Regions from separate parts of the Mus musculus genome. Here region 1 is linked to region 2. Evidence: chromatin contacts called from public HiChIP or PLAC-seq data. All regions are on one chromosome and are shown on one strand. The core of a region is the stretch at or near the end of the contact, and the rest is flanking DNA. Distances in the headings are between cores, read along the strand shown. Region 1 has its middle 20 kb from the start of Gm43403. Region 2 has its middle 3.3 kb from the start of Mir6380.

What was found. HiChIP or PLAC-seq counts read pairs in DNA pulled down with a chosen protein or histone mark.
Region 1: a contact with region 2 is called in an H3K27ac HiChIP or PLAC-seq map of embryonic stem cells, with 15 read pairs. The contact joins two enhancer-like sites. A contact is called at or near these places in 1 of 39 promoter capture datasets (embryonic stem cells), 4 of 15 datasets of contacts at CTCF or cohesin (the NIH/3T3 cell line and embryonic stem cells), 80 of 484 Hi-C or Micro-C datasets (2-cell embryo, 8-cell embryo, the AML12 cell line and 33 more), 17 of 115 datasets of contacts at active chromatin or transcription factors (bone marrow-derived dendritic cells, embryonic stem cells and expanded potential stem cells) and 1 of 9 other capture datasets (embryonic stem cells).

What each region holds. Positions count from the first base shown.
Region 1 is chr3:137,843,189-137,845,888 of GRCm38.p6, forward strand. No RefSeq gene overlaps it. Among named protein-coding and RNA genes, the nearest start is that of Gm43403, 20 kb to the right of the region's middle. Within about 2 kb of position 1,278, at least 5 of the 459 cell types and tissues checked have an H3K27ac peak or open chromatin away from gene starts, as enhancers often do.
Region 2 is chr3:137,778,924-137,781,623 of GRCm38.p6, forward strand. No RefSeq gene overlaps it. Among named protein-coding and RNA genes, the nearest start is that of Mir6380, 3.3 kb to the right of the region's middle. Within about 2 kb of position 1,273, at least 11 of the 459 cell types and tissues checked have an H3K27ac peak or open chromatin away from gene starts, as enhancers often do.

The sequences.
Region 1 (2,700 bases), core at 28-2,527, 64 kb after region 2:
TTGAGGTCTCCTGTGCTCAAGCTCTGCCCAGTGTGGAATTCAGTCTCCTCCTGGCTGCCTTTAGATCAAGATGTAGAACTCTCAGCTCTTCCAGCACCATATCTGCCTGCATGCTGTCATGCTTGTTGGCATGATGACTATGGACTAAACCTCTGAAACTGTAAGCCAGCCCCAATTAAATGTTTGGTGTCTCATCACAGCAATAGAATCGTAAGATAAGTAGTGTGTGTTCTCAACTGCTGAGCCATCTCTCCAGCCTCTTACATTTATTTTGTGTGAGGGTGTGAGTCATATGGGCATCAGAGGGTAATCTGTAGATGTGGGCTTTTTTCTTCTACTTTATTGGTCGAAGGAATCTATCTCAGGCCATCGGGGTTGACAGCAAGTGTCTTTACCCACTAAGCTGTCTTTCCAGCTATCCATTCCATAAAGGAATATCTAAAGAGACAGTGAAAGTCCTGCCTTTGGCCTCTTTTCAAGTGTATTCGAAAAGTCTAGATTTTCTTTAGTTTTCTCTTCATGATTGAAAATTATGTTCTAAGATTCAAACTTATGTTATAAAAACAACTTTCCCTACTAATGCAAGTGCTCTAAGCATCTCAAACAATTTCTTAGAAATCTGAGCACAAATACGTAACAATATGGAGTATTTACTTCAATCTGAAATATAAAATATTCAAAGCAATCCAAATAACAGTTAACAAGGCCTGGGGCCTTTCAGTATGAGACTGAATTTGCCTACAAGTTTTTAAAGACATAAAACTGCATTTTGTGCTGAAATTAGAGTCAACAAAGAACATAACTTGCTATATTAGAAGTAAGGGGATTCGGGCACTACAGTTTCTAATTCTAACAAATGGGAGACAGAGGCAGAATGGTCAGAAGTCTAACGTCATCGTTATCTACATAGTATCAGGCCAACCTGGGTTGTTAAAGACCCTGTTTCACAACAAACAAACAAGAAAAGAATGAGACAGTAAAGAGGGCACTTGTCAGCATCCTCAAATTATTTCTGGTATATTTTCATGGAAATGTTGTGTGTTTTACTACATGATTTTATTTTTAAAATCAATGTTCGTCTTTATAGCTGGCTGAGTGATTAAGAACACTTGCTGATCTTGCAGAGGACCTTGGTTCCTAGCACCCAAAGTGGCTGGCAACCATCAGTATCTCCAGGTGACAGGAAATAGGTTACTAGAGCATAGATCTTGTTTTCAGAATCTTCTAGTGATAGTTTGTTTATGCTCAACTCAGGGAGTGGCACTATTAGAGGGTGTGGCTCTGTTGGAATAGGTGTGGCCCTGTTGGAGTAGGTGTGTCACTGTGAGTGTAAGCTTTAAGACCCTCATCCTAGCTGACTGGAAGCCAGTATTCTGCTGCAGTCTTCTTCCTCCCCCCGCCTCCCCAAGACAGGGTTTCTCTGTGTATTCCTGGCTGTCCTGGAACTCACTCACCAGGCTGGCCTCGAACTCAGAAATCTGCCTGCCTCTGCCTCCTGAGTGCTGGGATTAAAGGCGTGTGTCACCAATGCCCAGCTCTGCTGTAGCCTTCAAAGGAAGATGTAGAACTCTCAGCTACTCCTGCACCGTGCCTACCTAGACGCTGCCATGTTTCTGCCTTGATGATAATGGACTGAACCTCTGAACCTGTAAGCCAGGCCCAATTAAATATTGTTCTTACAAGAGTTGCCTTGGTCATGTCTGTTCACAGCAGTAAAACTCTAAGACACATCTCCACCATTTTTTCCAGGATAAATGCTCCCAGATAGGATATGGACCAGTTCATATTCTTTCACTCAGTCAGCTTTGTTGTACCTGTTATCAATACACACATCTAAAGTTCCCTTCTCCTCTGTGGCAAATTTCCAGACCCTTTGAATGCTTGAGGGGTGTGCTTCTCAAAGCCCATGTCACGGATGTGTTTGTGAAGGCCACTGTTCCAGTCCCAGGACCACCTCACTGATGGCAGAGTGGCCATTCTTCAGCTCTCCATCCTCTGTGCAGGAGCCATTCTGCAAGCCATGCCGAACATTCTCTGTCTTTTGGAGACAGGATCTTATTATGATATGCCCCAGGCTAGCCTCAACCCCACAGCCCCTCTTTCATCTCCTGAGTTCTAAGTCTACAGATGCACCCTCATTCGCCTACCACCCACTCCTTCTGCTATTTCATCTTGGGAAGATGCACAAGGGTTGACAAAGCACACCCTGCAGTTTATGTACTATTCACAGAGGCTAATTAAACCTGGGCAGTAGCAGTGTCAGATCTGAGTTGTCTAAATTCACTTTTCCCCATGCATGTTTACACAAGGTTCCCACGTGTTATCTTAGTATAGCTCAAGAAAAATAAAATTTGCAACAGATACACTTACACAGATGAATTCAACTTTTTGAGACAGCTAAGCCAGCCTCCAACAATAAAATATCCTTTATGTGGGGAAACTCAGTGAGGCTGCAAAGCTAGCCTGGCTGGTTTACATCAGACATGGAGGGTGTTCTTAGTAAGGAAAAAATAAAAACAGAAGGAAGACAAGCCACAACCCAAGAATAGAGACCTCAGGAAGGGTAGACTGTGACTACACTGCAGACTGGCCCATAGGTGAGCTTGTGTGGGTATTTACTTGATTAATGATTGATGTGGGAGGCCTAGACCTCTATGAGCCTTGCTTATCCTTAGGCAAGTGGGCCTAGGATATATAAAA
Region 2 (2,700 bases), core at 23-2,522:
AGAAGCCAGCCTGGGCTAGATGAAGTCTCTATCTCAAAAACCAAAGGCAGACTGGGGATATAGGTCCACTGTAGACTACTTGTCTAACATGTACAAAGCCCTGAGTTCAACCCCCAGCACTGCATAAACCAAGCAAGGTTGGCACGCACCTGTAATCCCAGGTGGTAGCAGACATGCAATTCCAAGTGGTGGCAAGAAAATGAGAAGTTTGAAAACTCATAGCCATCTTCAGCTATATATTAAATTTAAGATAAGCTGGATCCTGTCTCAAAGCCAATTATTTTAAAAGGGGAGGAGATCTAGAAAAGCAGCAATAGTTTAAGATATGGGTGCATGGCTCAGAAGGTAAAGGCACTTGTCACCAAGGCTGACAAACTGAGTTTGATTCCCAGGCTCTGCCTTGTAGAAGAGAACCCTGCAGTTTGCCCTTTAATCTCCAAAGCAGCACTATTCAAGTATTTAAAGGTAGAGAGATGGGAGGTGGAAAGAGAGGCTTGCTCTGACTTAGATGGGAGCATGTATATTCATAGCTGGGGGAGTCTTTGTCACCTACGTGTGCAATTGGCCAACAAACCTACAGAAGAGGATGGGACACAGCCCCATCTAGGATCAGAAGCCATTCCTGTAGTCCACAGGGGAAGCTAGGATACCATCAAGTCTCACGCGCACGCATAAACACACACACACACACACACACAATCAAGCTTAATTAATTTCTTCAAAGTTTAGACAGCACCCCTTTTCACATGGCCACTTGCGCCTCCATTTCTCCACACAGACTACGCAGAACTCCCCCTCACCAGAAGCAAACTGGGTGCTAACTCGGGTACAGTAAGCTACTTAATAACCTAAGACAGAAAGCTTAGATGTCATTCGGACAGCACAAATTATGAAACATTTTACTTGAAGAAATGATCATATTGCATGCTTCAAAACAAACAAACAAACAAGCCACTTGGAATGAATTCTACAGTCTGCAGCCAGCAATCTCACTCAGACAAAAATCCCTGCCTGCTTCCAACCACTTTTACAATAAAGCTCCAAAGGTTCCCTAAGTTCCTAGGGTCCTTTTAGACTTGAGACTGCAAGAGACCTCACACGAGGTCTTCCCGCCCAAGTGTAGCACCCAGCCAAAGTGAGCCCTTCTTCTGGGGCAGGAGGGGACGTTTCTGTTATCTCGCCCTTCGAGGATGAAAGCCAACTCCATCCACCCTTAGACCTAATAGCCATCAGGGCTCCCTAGCCGGGCTTTCTTTAGACCCCAGCTGTTCCCTTATCCCAGGAAGGATCTTTGAAGCCGCTCATTTGCATGATTGCTCACTTAGCATCTCTAAACCCTTTCACCTAAACTTCCGCGGGGCTCTGTTTTATTCCCGTATATGTTCCGATCTAGTATAGTAGCCTTGGCTGCTTTGGAATGCAGAATCCTCCTGCCCAATCCTTTCCAGGGGTGGGACCAAACTCCGGTCACCACACCCAGCTGTCTGGGTACCTAACAGAACTGCATTCGGTAGACAAGTGGAGAGAGTCGCTCCTGAGAGCACACGACGCACCTGTGGAAGGGCTCCCTGAGAAATGCCGAACCACAGAGCTCTTGGTGATGTAAAACAGCTGTCCAGAATATTTTACACGCTCACAACTGCAGCTTATCAGGAAGCCAGATTGCCTTCCTTGACCTAGGTTTCTTCCTACAGGATAGCATTGCTATTCAACTCCTCTTAGCTAACTCAATGGGAAAATCATCACGCTTGAAGACACTGCACATCTGAGCTATTAAAGACACCTCCCAGGGCTGGAGAGATAGATCAGAGGTTAAGAGCATTGTCTGCTCTTCCAGAGGTCCTAAGTTCAATTCCCAGCAACCTCATGGTGGCTCACAACCATCTATAATGAGATCTGGTGCCCTCTTCTGCAGGCAGAACACTGTATACATAATAAATAAATCTTAAAAAAAAAAAAAAAAGACACCTCATTCTCTCCTGGAAGGCAGGAAAGATATAGGTAGATGCTGGTGCTCTATTGCAGAACATAAGAGCATAGTTTGGTGTCGGGGAGGACAGCTGTTTTATTGAATAGTTCGCTTCTCAGAAGGGGCAGAACCAATACCTCCCGATTTAATGTCGGTCTTGAAAGGTTTCCTTGCTCTTAATCTACTTAGTTGCTCTGTAATTGAGGAAGGACTACATCAGTAGCTCACAATAAGGATCCAACCCTGAGAACTCCCATCTGTCTTAAACCCAGAGCAACAAGCTCTCAAAATACCGTGGGGGTTGGGGAAAGCAAACCCAGTGTTTTCTCCTGAGCCTGTAAGGACATTAGGAAATCTTACTTATAACTTCAAGCAAGCTTGACAGACTGCCTTTGTGAATTCTCCAGTGCTCACAAACTACTCCACACTTTCTTACCCAAATCCTTCAGAACTGCCTCTCCACCTATCCTAGCTTCTTTCCTGTGGTGGTGATAAAATACCCTGACAAAACAACTTAGGGAAGATGAAGTTTATTTCAGCTTGAAATTCCATGTGGCAGACCATGACTGCGGGGAAGTCGGGGCAGCAGGAACTTGAAGCAGATCACAGTCAAGAAGCAGAAAGATTGGGTGTGGTGGCTCACGCCTTTAATCCCATCGCTCAGGAAGCAGAGACACATGGATCTGTGTATTCAAGACCAGCATGGTCTTCATAAAGGGTTCCAGGGCAGC